Regions from separate parts of the Sus scrofa genome. Here all the other regions are linked to region 2. Evidence: chromatin contacts called from public Hi-C data. All regions are on one chromosome and are shown on one strand. The core of a region is the stretch at or near the end of the contact, and the rest is flanking DNA. Distances in the headings are between cores, read along the strand shown.

The links. Hi-C and Micro-C count contacts between places; a contact is called where the count stands out from the background.
Region 1: a Hi-C map of skeletal muscle shows a contact between it and region 2, with 3 times the contacts expected there. The contact joins the enhancer-like site here to the promoter of SLC22A23 in region 2. A contact is called at or near these places in 2 of 5 promoter capture datasets (fetal liver and liver), 7 of 47 Hi-C or Micro-C datasets (alveolar macrophages, liver, psoas muscle and 1 more) and 1 of 2 datasets of contacts at active chromatin or transcription factors (skeletal muscle).
Region 3: a contact with region 2 is called in a Hi-C map of skeletal muscle, with 2.1 times the contacts expected there. The contact joins the enhancer-like site here to the promoter of SLC22A23 in region 2. A contact is called at or near these places in 1 of 5 promoter capture datasets (liver) and 3 of 47 Hi-C or Micro-C datasets (alveolar macrophages, liver and skeletal muscle).

The regions. Positions count from the first base shown.
Region 1 is chr7:2,055,115-2,059,482 of Sscrofa11.1, reverse strand. All of the region lies in intron 3 of SLC22A23 (solute carrier family 22 member 23), which reads left to right. Among named protein-coding and RNA genes, the nearest start is that of SLC22A23, 74 kb to the left of the region's middle. Within about 2 kb of position 2,047, at least 48 of the 83 cell types and tissues checked have an H3K27ac peak or open chromatin away from gene starts, as enhancers often do. A contact at or near this core is called in alveolar macrophages, fetal liver, liver and 1 more, where this site is marked.
Region 2 is chr7:2,130,159-2,134,350 of Sscrofa11.1, reverse strand. SLC22A23 (solute carrier family 22 member 23) reads left to right here and starts at 2,573. Exons shown (of 11, transcript XM_013977405.2): 1 at 2,573-3,274. The coding sequence starts at 2,642.
Region 3 is chr7:2,235,315-2,239,436 of Sscrofa11.1, reverse strand. PXDC1 (PX domain-containing protein 1) reads left to right here. Exons shown (of 6, transcript XM_001928852.5): 2 at 2,559-2,650; 3 at 2,969-3,086. Among named protein-coding and RNA genes, the nearest start is that of PXDC1, 12 kb to the left of the region's middle. Within about 2 kb of position 2,041, at least 9 of the 83 cell types and tissues checked have an H3K27ac peak or open chromatin away from gene starts, as enhancers often do. A contact at or near this core is called in skeletal muscle, where this site is marked.

The DNA.
Region 1 (4,368 bases), core at 798-3,297, 74 kb after region 2:
CCTCACAGAGGGCTCAGCTCAGTTCCCAAGGACCTGGGATGGCGTCTAGGCCTGGGTGGCAGTTGACGTGGGACTAGGAGACATGGAGGTGGCTGCGCAGAGCGAGACGGTCAGGGCCGACCTCGGGAGGTAGAAGTGACGCCCCCCCCCCCGCCCCCCGCTGCAGCTGAGCTGGTGCCTGACATCTGACCATCAGGGCACAGTTCTCTATTTTAAGCCACACAGGATCCTTGCCCTGGCGGCCACACAGCAAGCCTCCGGAATCATTTCCACCTCATGGTGACCAAGTTTATCTGACTCCCTTGAAGGAGTGGACCGGGTGGGGTGGGCACAGGGCGGGGAGGCGCTCCAAAGGCAGACATGCCCACTTTCCATTTTGTTTTTTTTCTTTTTCAGAAGGGGATTTTTTTATTGTGGTAAAAGATACTGTGAAATTTACCATTTTAGCTATTTTAAAGTGTGCAATCCAGTAGCATTGAGTGGGTCACATTGTGGTACCACCGTCTGTCTGTCTCCGGAACGTGTGCCTCTTGCAGAACCCAAACGCCGTCCCGTTAAACTCTGATTCCCCGTCCCCCTCCCCGTCGTTCGAACCCCCGAGCCCCACCCTCCACTTCCTGGCTCTGTGAATGCGGTGACTTTAGGGGCCTCATGTGGGTGGAATCCTGCAGGCCCTGTCCTCGTATGACCGGCGTCACGTCCTCCAGGTCCATCCGTGTTGGGACACGTGTCAGGATTTCCCGTCTTTTCAAGGTTGAGCCGTGTCCCGTCGCCCGGCAGACCATGTTTTGTTTCTCCATCCACCCTCAGAGGGAATTCGGATCACGTCCCCCCTTTGGCTGCTATGACGCATACGCTGCTGTGCGCACGGGGGTACAGACACCCCTTCTCAGTCTCCGCTTTCGGTGATTCGGGGTCCATACCCAGAAGCGGGATTGCGGGGTCATACGGTAGTTCTGTGTCTTGAGCTTTTTGAGGACCCTCCGTCCCGTTGTCCCCGCACATGCGCGTGTTCCGTCCCCACGAGCAGAGCCGGGCTCCCCTCTCCGCGTCCGTGCCGTCCTCGGGGCTGTGACGGGGTCTCACGGAGTCTGGACGAGCGTGTTCCTGGGGGCGGCGAGCGTCTGCATCCCGCCTGTCGGCTCCGTCCGGCCTCCTTGGTGTCCGTTTGTTTGAAACTTGCCCTCGGGTGGCTGTTCATGCCCGCGGGACCCACTGGGTGAGGAGGGTTGGAGGTGCCAGCACCAGGCGGCGGGCTCAGCAGCCTCCGCGTCTGCCCGGTGGTGGCGAGTCCTCCTCGAGGCGTGCATCCCGGGGCGTCCCGGCGCGAGACGGGTCTCAGTGCGTGTGTCCCTAACCCCCCTTCTCTGTGCCCATCCCGCTCTCAGTTGAAACGCCCTGGGAGTCCGGTTGTGGCCTGTCTGGTCTCTGACCCGTCTCTGTGACACCAAGTTAGTTTCCCTCTTGGCAGTTGTGTGACGGGACTTCCTGGCCTCCTGTCGTCCTGAATGACAGAGACACATGGGTGGGGGCAGCAAACGGGGTGTGGAACTGGCAGATGGTGGAGCCCTGCTTCAGAGGCGCCAGGGGGGCGGAGAGCAGGGCCACCCGAGCCGCGTGGCTCCTCCCTGTGGCCCTCTCCTCACGCAGCTGTGGCTCCTGGCCTTGTCACTGTGGCTGAAACAGGCCCTCCCAGGGACTTTGGATCCTGATAACAAGCCAACTCTGGCCTCTCCCGCACGGCTCTCTTTCCGGGAGTGAGCTGCTCTGCCAGGCCCCCTCCCAGCCCTTCCCCTCCTGCCACCCACAAGGCAGGACAGCGAGACCGACGTGCCCCCGGGCCCAGCTTCAGCGCTGCTTCCCCTGCGGAGCCCTCCCCAGGGCTCCCTCCCGCCTCCGCACACCACTTGTCTGGGCAGCTAGTCCCGTGCCTCCTGCCTCAGACGGTCGGCCCCCCGAGGCCCGCAGGCCGCTCCCTCGTCCTGGCTTCTCCTAGTGTAGCGTTTCTGCATGAGCCCTGCTGAGTGGGCAGACAGGGTGCGTGTATTTTGCACAGCTGTCCTTCTGTTTTCTGTGACTCATCGTTATTCAGTGTCTTCTCCGGGTCAAGAGTCGGACATGTGACTTTGAGTAAGAGCACAGTTCCTAGACTCAAGCTGCTTTTAATCTGGGAACCAGAAAGGGTGAGCCTGGATTTGTGTGTATGGCACACGCATTTAGATGTCTTTTGGATATTTAGAGGAAGCCAGCCCGGCCTGTGGAGTTCAGTCTTTGAAGCGGTTAAGATCTGTGGCCAGGGCAGGGCGTGGGAGCAGGGAAGACGACCCATCTGAGCCCGAGTCCCCTTCCTCATGTGGCTTGGTTGGGGGACGGTCCTGTGCCACCCCGGGCGCCCAGCCTGCCTTGACCTCAGAGTGCTGTCTGGATAATTATTAGCGCAGACTTCCTGAGGAGGCCGGAGCAAGTCCTCCAGCTGGTGTTTGCACTGGGGGGGGGTTACTGGGCTTTTGGCCTTTGCTTAAGGCGAGGGAGGGTTTGTTTGGTGTAAACAATGATAAATATTCCCCGGCCCCTAAATGCCGCTGGACCTTAGGGACTCGGGGCGTGTGATGTGGCCTGCAGCGCTCGCCCGCCTCTGGCTTTGTGTGCCTTTTGGTTGTGTCCTCCCCAGGCAGTGCGGCTGGGGTGACTGCTTGAAGACGGTGTGTTCGGGCTGCTGCAGCCCCAGGCCGACCACGGGGCTGGGAAGCAAAAAGCCTGGGCCTGTGCATGTCCTCGCGTCAATGACCAAAAGCCTTGAAGGTGCCTTTTTCCCATCTTAGAAATGGGCACAAGGCCCAGTGTCCTTAATTACAGGATCCGCGAGGGCTTACGGGGCAGTGCGTCTGGAAGGGCTCTGAAGGGCCCGGGTGTCACCGGCCCCGACTGTGATGGCTGCTGCCGTCACACCCCAGGCGGCCAAGCCGGGCTGGGCTCACCGCTGGGCCGGCGAGGACAAGAAAACACGGTTACAGCAAAGCTCCAGACCCGGGAAGCAGTGTCCTACGTGGAGGGGAGGGGGTCCTGGCCGCGGGTTCGGTTCTGAAATACACCCTCCGCCGCTGCTGCTGAAGCCTGGCCAGTGCCGCGGAGGCGCGGCTGCAGGGCCGTGCGTGGCGCCTGTGTTTTCGGAAGCGGACGAGGAAGTGGGCGACTGCCAGGTCCTCGTCTCCGTGGATTCCCTTGCTGGGCAGGCGCTGCTGACGCCAGGCCCGGTCTGGCTGGATTGGAGGCCCTGCTTGGCGATCCAGCCCCGTCAGCTGTTGGGCAGCTGACCGGTTCCTCCTGGATGTTCTGGGCGCCCGCAGGCCGCTCCCCAGGAGTGCGTGTGCCTGGTTTCTCGTGATCGTGGGAACTAGGGTTACCCATCTTCACCCCCACCTGCAGGCTCAGCCGCCAAGCGTTGTTAGAATGTCCAGCCCTCCCGGCCAGCAGCACCGCTCCCCCTGCCCCATCCCTGAACCCCTGTCACTCCTGTCACCCCGTGGCCCCCCTTCGCCCATCTGTACTCGTCCCCGAGCAGCGTCCCGAACGCCCTCTGGCACTGCTTTGCCTTTAAAAACTTTCAACAAGTGGAGTCCTATGTGCTTGGTGTTCTGAACGTCCCTTTTTTCTGCTTAAGCTCAGCGCTGCGCTTCGGAGGCTCGTCCACGTTTGGGCGGGAGGAGCAACCCGGGGCTGCATCGGCCCTGGTGGTCGGGTTTGCTCAGGACTGAACTGGGGTCTTAAGAAATAGCAAACAGGTGTAGTGGATGAGCCAGAAATAGCCTGTGCTTCTGTTTCCTCCGTGTTGAAATTTAATCTTGGGAGGCACGGGAGGGACAAGTCCTCTGCAGCCGGGGGCAGGGCTGTGGGGGCGTGGGGGTGCCCAGATCAAACCCCACCTGCAGCAGCCCGGACGGTAGCCTTGCTGGGCCTCTTCCTGCCCTCGCCCGCAGCCCCTGCCCCCTTTCTTCCTACAGACGGCGAGAAGGAAGGATGCCCTCTTGCCAGGAATAGCGGGTGAGGCACCGAAGAACAGCAGGCGTGTCTTGCTCTTCGTTTCCGTTTCAGGTCGCGGGCTTCTGACCGTGTGCGGGAGTTCACCTCTGTCCTCTAGATACTCTTACTTCTGATTTTCACTTTGAGGATGAGGGAACTGCTGGTAGTGGGGCCTCGATTCACCTTGTTTTATTCTCACAATGTCCAGGGGAAGAGATGCTGGCCCCAATTTGGGAGGGAGATGCCCTGTTTTGTTTGGGGAGGACAGTGACCCCCCCAGAGAGGGTGGGGGCCCGGAACCCACAGAAGGGTCTTGGAAACTCCGTGCTGCCCAGGTGCAGGCGCTGT
Region 2 (4,192 bases), core at 1,324-3,823:
CTCTTTTTGTCCCGGGTCCCTCTGTGAGGTCACTTGTGGTATGTCTTAATAAATTAAAGGCCACTTTGACTGCTACCTTTTAATCTTCTTGACTTGATGGGGAGGGGTGGGGGATGGGCATGTGGAGCCAAGAGGGATTTAGGAAAACCCCTAATCTAATCAGCAACTTAATTACAATGGCTAGGTCCCCGCTGCAGCTGGCTAATTCTAAACGTTTTGTGGGGCTTCCTTTTTTGCTGTTGTCTTTTTTTTTTTTTTTTTTTTTTTTTTGGCTGCCACAAGAGCATATGGAGTTCCCAGGCCAGGGATCAGATCTGAGCCCAGCTGCGACCTACGTGGCAATGCTGGATCCTTACCCTACCAGGGATCCTTGCCAGACCACGGATGGAACCTGTGTCCTGGTGCTGCAGAGGGGCCTCAGATCCCATTGCATCACAGCGGGAACTCTCCTTTTAGCTCGAATTTTTAGAGGCACCATTTCGAGTGCCATCCCCCACTTCTGGGAATGTACCTTTCTGAGACAAGAACTAACAACAGCTGGGCAATGAAATGCCTTTCCAGGGCTTCTCCCACCTGAAAGCGCCTATTGACAATTATTTGTTAAAACTTCCTAGCATTTTCCCCCTTGGTTTGTCTCTTTGTTGTTGTTTATTGTTGTTGTTCGCCCTGCGTATTGAAACAGAGAAACCCTGGAAGGTAAAGTCCGAAGACCTGGTTCAAAGCCAGATACTTGGCTGTACTCTGGCCCACGCCTGCTCCGGTATTCACCTAACCCAAAGCTTTATCGTGAAGGCCCACCTCTTGGAGGGAGGCAGGGGGATCGCATAAGGGCTGAGTGAGCCTGTGTATTTGAAAGCCAGCCGTGCAAAGTGCACTCTTTGCTGAAATACTGAACGCCGAGTGCTTAGTGTCAAAATGCGTGCAGGTTTTGAGACCCATTTCTCAGGGGCTTGGTGTTTTCGCCAGCCCTCTGGGCCCCTGCGGCCCAAGCTTATCTAATCTCCCTTTCTCAGCCACACGGAAAAGCCCACGACCTCCCCGCCCCCAAAGCCCGAGCCACTGCAAGTCTTTTAAAGAATTCTCTCTGGTGTGTCGGTATTTTGCATAGCATGTACGTGCTGCCCATAACAAAACAGGAGCTGCCGGTTAACAATGTTAGCAAATAATGGAAATGCAGCGTGCATCCACTATATGCAGCTTCGAGGGTCTCCTTGCGGAAAGCAGCAGCATTTCTTTCAATCCCCCCCAAACAAGGCTGGAAATGGACTGCTCTACTTCAGATAGGCATTAGTAAACTTCTCAGAATGTCGAGCGTCTGCAACGCTGGGCGAGCCGGGCGAAGAGTGCCGGGCCAGGCCTGGGTGCAAGAGGAAAGAGGCGAACGCGGCCGTTTGCCGCAGGGCCGTGTTGTTTGCACGGCGCCGGCTGGGCACGGTCGGCGCGGAGCGCGGGAGAGGAGGGGAGGCTGGCCTCGGCGAGTGCGCCTGTGCACTCCGCCCCAAGGGCGGCTGCATCTTGGGGAGGGGGTGGGGAACACCGGCTCCGTTCACGGTCACGTACATGTAACTTGGTGCTGGCAACATATCCTTCCAGCCTCAGGCTCAGAATGCCTTTGGGAGCGGGGCAAGAAATGGCGGTTTGGGGGTGGGTGCTGCGGTCGGTGGCGGGGGACCCGCGGCCTGAAATGAGCCATGCGCCTCCTCGGCTCGAAAGTCAACCCTGCCGGCCCCTCGAAAAAGCGCAGGAGGGTCGCTCCGGAACGCTAGCCACCCTTGGGCGCGGGACCGGGCGTGGGGTGCGGGCGTCTGGTGGCGGGCACTTGGGAAGGCAGCCGAGGTCACTGAGCGCCGAGCCTGAGGACCAGCCGGTCCCTCGCTCCGCGCGCGCCGCCCCCTCCGGGCCCCCGGCCCAGGCGGCCGGGCGCGGAGCGGCGCCGGGCGGGGATCCTCGCGTGGGGCCCCGGCCGGGCATCCCGTGTCCCCGCCCCTCCCGGGCTCCCGCGGCGGCGGCGGCGGCGGCGGCCGGAGGGGGCGCTCGCGCGCAGGAGCCGGCGCAGCAGGTGCCGCGGTTACCTCCACCGCGCGGGGGGAGAGGGGGCGGGCCGGGGCGCGGGAGGCGGAGGGAGGCCGGAGAGCAGAGCCGGAGAGCGCGGCCGGCGCGGCACGCTGGCCCCGAGCGCGCGGCTTCCGGGAGGCGCCGGGGTCGGATAAATACATCCCGGCGCGCGGGGAGCGCGGAGTCGCCCGCACCGCCCGCGCCGCGCTCCGCAGGGCTCCGGCCGGCCGGCTCTGGCACAGGCGCGGCGCCCGCTCCTCCTTCTCGCGCGCCGGGCGCGGAGCCGCGGAGAGCGGCGGGCTCGGCCGCCGGCGCCCGGGCCGCTGAGCCGATGAGCGGCGGCGGCTGAGGGCCGCGGCCTCTGCCCGCCCTCCGCCCGGCGCCCGCCGGGGCCGCAGCCGGGGCGCGGGTGGCCGGGCATGGAGGCGCACTGACGCGCGCGGCGGCCGAGCGTCCCTGCGAGCGGCGGGCCCTCCTCGGCGGCGGCGGCGGCGGCGGCGGCGCCGGGCCCGCGCGCTCTGCCCGGAGCCCCGCGGGAGCCTCCGCCGCGCTCTATGCGCCTCTGCGGGCGCCGCGGGCCCGGGCCATGGCGATAGACCGGCGGCGCGAGGCGGCGGGCGGCGGGCCCGGGCGGCTGCCGCCCGCGGCCGAGGAGAACGGCGCCCTGCCGCCCGGGGACGCGGCGGCCTCGGCGCCCCTCGGAGGACGCGCGGGCCCCAGCGGCGGCGGCGACATCCAGCCGCTGCCCGCCCCGCACGCCGCGGGCGGCCCGCACCCGAGCCTCCTGTTGCTGGACTACGACGGGTCGGTGCTGCCCTTCCTCGGGGGCCTGGGCGGCGGCTACCAGAAGACCCTCGTGCTGCTCACCTGGATCCCGGCGCTGTTCATCGGCTTCAGCCAGTTCTCGGACTCCTTCCTCTTGGACCAGCCCAACTTCTGGTGCCGCGGGGCCGGCAGAGACGCCGAGCAGGCTGGGGTCACGGGCGCGGGCCGGTGGGGCGGCGGCGACCTGGCCAACTGGACCAGCCCCCCGACCACCCCCGCCTCCACCGCCGCCTGGGGCACGGCGGGCCCCCTTGGCAACGGCAGCGGCGCGGACGGGGGCGACGCGCCGCCACTGCCGTCCCCTCCGGACAAGGGGGACAACGCCTCCAACTGCGACTGCCACGCGTGGGACTACGGCATCCGCACAGGCCTGGTCCAGAACGTGGTCAGCAAGGTAAGGGCGGCGACCGCCCCGGCCCCCGCGTGCCCCTCCCGAGCGCTGTGTCCTCCGCGGTCCCTCCCCGCGCCCTCGTGCAGACCCAGGACCTGCAGTGCTGCGAGCCCGCGTGGCCACGCACCTCACGTGGGCTTGATCTCCCCCGTCCCTCAAACAGATGTGTTTGCCTGGGTGTGAAGCCAGGCTTAGTTAGGCAGCCCTCCGCGGGGGCGCCGGGGCACCTTAGCCTTCCCTAGTGGGTACCCGAACTCGCGTCCCAGCGCAGACACGGAAGGGGCGCCCCTCCCTCTGCAAAGACTCGAGCTCCCCCGCACGCCCCCCAGCTGTCAGTTCGTTCCGGCAGGGGTGGCCTTGGAGGGCAAGGCCTGATCTGTCACCAGGCGGCCCTGGAGGTCGCGCCTCTCAGGGTCCACGGGCTGGAGCCAAGACCTGGGCTCTGCCCTTTGCCCAGCCAGCTGCCTCCCAGTCTCCCACAAAGAAAGAGCATCCGGGAGAATCGTGCCTCTTCCCAGGTGTTCTTCCTGGAGGGCCTTGCCATCCAGCTCCGGCTTTGGACACAGACCAAAGCCAACTGGCCCCAGTTGTAGCCAGAGAAGCAAACAGCTTGTGAAAACGTTCCTTCCCTGTCCCCCAGCTCGGTCCTCCCCAAAGGCCCGCGTCGTTCACCCTGGACTTTGCCACCCCTGTGTCCCCTCACATGTCTTCTTGGGCGACCCCATGGCAGTGTAGGAAGGAGGGAAGCATCTGTGGGACTCCAGGGCCCGCCTGCTCCCACACAGCAGCTCTTTTGTCCAGGCGTGGAGACCCGCTCCTGGTCTGCTTTGGCTGAACAGCCCACTCGCTCAGGTCCCGGGCCCCCGCTGGCAGAGGCGCTGCATCCTGGGAGATGGAGCCGGAGTGTCGTGAGCTGTGCAG
Region 3 (4,122 bases), core at 792-3,291, 110 kb before region 2:
GACAGCGCGGGGCCCCAGATGTGAGTTCTGCTCACACCCCACCCCTGGTGCTGTCATTTCGAGAATTTGTCCTGATTTGGGCGTTACCAGCAGGTGTTTTGGCTCTGATCCGTCATGAACTTGAGAAACCTGATGGGAGGGACCTCAGTGAGCTTTGAGAAGAAATTTTAAAGGAAGATTTATTTCATTTCTGTGCTGTGGCCCCGGAAGAGAGTTTCGAGTCTGTTGGTTGGTTGGTTTGGTTAAATGTTTTCCTTTCACATGTAACATCCCGTCTGTACGATGGGAAATGCTTTTAAAAAACCAAAGGAGGGTGCTTTCCAGCCCAGGAGAGGCGTAGGACGTGGGCGTTGGAGTCGGAGAGGACCAGGACGGTGGGCTGGGCTCAGACCCCGAGGGTCTGTGGTCCAAGCCTACAGAGTAATGTCTCCAGAGGCCCGACCAGGTCCTTCTTGCCTTTCTCTCCTTCATTCTGGAAAGCAGGTCACCAGGAGGATAAGGTTGCCAGATAAAACACAAGACACCAAGTGCGTCTGAATTTCAGGTAAACAGTGAATCATTTTTAGTTTGTCTGATCAATTGCATTATTCATTGTTTATCTGAAATGCACATCAAATTAGATGTCCTTTGTCTTTTGCTAATTCTGACAACCCTAAGAGAATGAGTGCAGAGCAGAGTGCATTTATCAGAATGAAGGGTACCCTGGTGCTTAGAAAGCTAAGCCTGGGCTAGCGTGCTTTACATCCTGTAAAATGGGTATAACTATTGTGTTTGCATTGATGGACAAGAGACTAATCTCCATGTAAATTGTACCTACAAAACATAAAAACGCATCGTCTGTGTCATAAAGTCAGTTGATTTAAGACCAGTATTCTAGATGCCATAAAGGTTGAGACATGCCGGTGCTTTCACTTGTCTTAGAATAAAGAAGCACTTTGTGGGGTGATTTATAGACTCGTCCTCTCCCTAGAAACCCTTCAGAGGATTTTGCATCTTCTCTCCTTCCCTCTGTTCCTTGTCCACAGCAAGCAGGCAGTCATGGAGCGGTCTGTGCGTGCGTGAGAGTGTGTGTGTGTGAATCTGAAATGCGCATCCTGAGACCTGCACCTGCTGCTCTCTCTCTTCCCTCTTGCTGCCCCAGCCTGCAGGGTGGTGGGAGGGCTGGACAGCCCAGGCGAGATGGGGAGAAGGTGGCCTAGTGCCCCTGTCTGGTGACATCTGGGATCCTGCTGGAGTGCCAGCTCGGGCAGTGTGGGCAGGGGCCCTGTGCCCGTGTGGCTGAGGAGGGTGGGCAGGATCATACAGTCCACTGACGAGCAGGGCCCCCAGTGACCGGGTCACGGGCGTCCGGCCTGTGCTCCCGGAGGTTGAGGGATGGATTCTTGGCCTTGACCGACTCTGGCTGGCACAGTGAAGAACCCCGGCACAGCCCAGGCCTTCAAAACCCCTCCTGCCCCGTGTCTGGGGCGCCCCTGGTTCCCAGGGCCCACGAGGTCTGGGCCTCTTAATTTCAGCCCTGTAGTTTGGGCAGCTAATTTTCTCACTACATGGACTTCAGCGAGTTGCCTGCAACGTGAACAACGCTTTGCCCTGTAAAATAAAACCAGCTCTTCTGAAACCTGAGATTCGGGGCCTGAAAATAGTTCAGGATCCGCCTCTGTGGTTTGGTCGTCGTCACGGGGACGGGTGAAACGTCCCGGGGAGTCTGAGTTGCTCCCTGCCTGGCAGCGCTCTGAAGGGTACGCGCTGCACCCTCCGGGGGAACAGAAACCCACCCCGGGTCTCGGGCTGTTAGTGCTCTCACTTCAGGGACAAAACACTGCACTTCTAGTAGCCAGTGAGGCTTCTGGTCACTGAACAAAGGGGGAAGCTCAGATTCCTGGAAGGAATCCGTGAGTCGTGTCTATGTTGGTTTTCTCTGCTAAAGACATAACTTTTCTCTTCCAAACCCAGCATTTAAATGATGTCTATCTATGGGCCCTGCTTACATGGCCCTGTGGTCATTGCAGCTGTGTCATTGGGGGTGGGTGGGTCCTGGGCCACTTCCCGGGGCTGCAGCTGCCACGCTGGCGGGGGACGGAGCTGGCCAGGCTGTTCCGCCTGGAGGAGCGTCTGATGGGCTCCCTGTGGCTTTCCGTGGACAGCATGAGGCCAAGGCTGTCTTCCCAGATAGCTTTTTCTTTTCAAGGCCACACCTGCGGCATATGGAAGTTCCCGGGCAAAGGGTCAAATCAGAGCTGCAGCTGCAGGTCTACAGCCACAGCCACAGCAACACGGGATCCGAGGTGCATTTGCAACCTACAGTGCAGCTCCCGGCAATGCGGGATCCTTAACCCACCGAGCAAGGCCAGGGATCAAACCCCCATCCTCATGGATATTAGTCAGGTTCTTAACCTGCTGAGCCACAATGGGAACTCCTTCCTGGACGGCTTTTGTGGAGGGTGACGGGGCGGCGGGTGCCGGCTGCGGGATGCGGGGGCTGCTGGTGGTTCCGTGTGACGTCGGGAGCGCACTTCCTGGTCCTGCTGTCTGACCGAGGCCGTTCTGTCTCCATCCAGGTCTGGTTGCCATAAAGGATGCTCACGACATAGAGACCAGGCTTAATGAGGTGGAGAAGCTGCTCAAGACCGTCATTGGCATGCCCCGGAAGGTGGGTGCGGCCGGGCTGGGGCGCCTCCCAGAGTCGGGCACGGGGGCGGGTGTCCCCCGGAGGCCTCGGGACTCCAGGGGCTCGGGGTCCCGCCCGGGGAAGAGGAAGCGGAGGGCGCGGTTTACGGTGGCGTGCGGGGGAGGGGTGTGGCGCGCTGGCACAGCCCGGGCCCTCGTGGTTCCCACTGTCCCCGTCCCGCCTGTGCCCGGGCCTTGCCCGGAGCCTGACAGATGTGCGGTCAGTCCCGTGGCCGCGGGCGCAGGCGTCCCACGGGCCACCTCGAGGGGCGCGTGTGGGACCACGGCCGTCTCTCCCCAGTACTCCAGGTCGGAAGTCGTGCTCACCTTCTTCGAACGCTCTCCCCTGGATCAGGTGTTAAAAAATGACAACGTCCACAAAATTCAGCCCAGCTTCCAAAGTCCGGTGAAAATATCGGGTAAGAGCCCCGGGGAGGGTGTGCGGGGTGGGGGGCAGCGCCGCTGCGGAAGCCGGAGGTTTCCCGAACCGCTCCCAGCCCAGCACCCACGCGTGGGCTCCGGAGAGACGGCCCCACAGAGGATGGGGGTTGTGGGGGAGGGGCTGTCCCTGGTTTTTATGAAGCCACCTGTTTCTACCCACTGACCTTCCTACTTCCAAAGCGAGTTATTTCTCACATACACTGGACTTTACCTAAATAGTCTCCGAAAGCATCAATGAGACATTTTGAAGTGAACAGGAATCCGTCGTCCAGCCCGCTGACCTGAAAGAGGTCCCGTGGAGGGGCCTTGGCTTTGTTCTTGGCTTTAGGGCAGCGAGGACAGAAGGGGACATGCAGCACAGGTCTGGCAAAGGGTGGCAGCAGTAAGAGGATGGTCAGCTGTCCGGTGGCTCAGAGGGGGCGCGTGCCTTCGGCCCATTGGCAGCATTCTCAGATCTGGCTGCCCCGTCCTTACAGCCTGGACTGTTTCTGCGGTGCAGTTGGTGGAGCCTGTGAGGGGCAGCGTGACTCACATTCAGGCCTCAGGTGGCCTCCAGGTTGACCAGCCGGGGGTCGGGGCTCCCCTAGAACCGAACCGGCCACCTGCCTGGCCCCCGTTCCGGAAGGGCTGTAGCCTCTGTGGGGATGCTTTGGCCGATGTAGCCTTGAGCATCCTTCAGCCCGTGTTAATCTAAAAGCATAGTACCAACTGTAAGAAATCTTAATTTTGCTTTTCTACACCACGGCTGCGTCTCTGCCGCTTAAAAGGAAGCGTCAACCCCAGCCTGGGTTTGGCTACTTGGATTAACTCATCAACCACACAATCAGATTATTCAGGTTTGGGAAGCCCGGAAATATAATTTCATTTTTCAGTAACCAGCAGTCTGTGCAGGCTCCACTTTAATTTTCACCACTCAGGGAGACTCTTATTCACCAGTCTGTGAAAAGGCACTGCTTTGGGTTTTGTTCTGTGGCTGGAAACACGGGGCATGTATTAGGAGAGGGGGTTGGAACG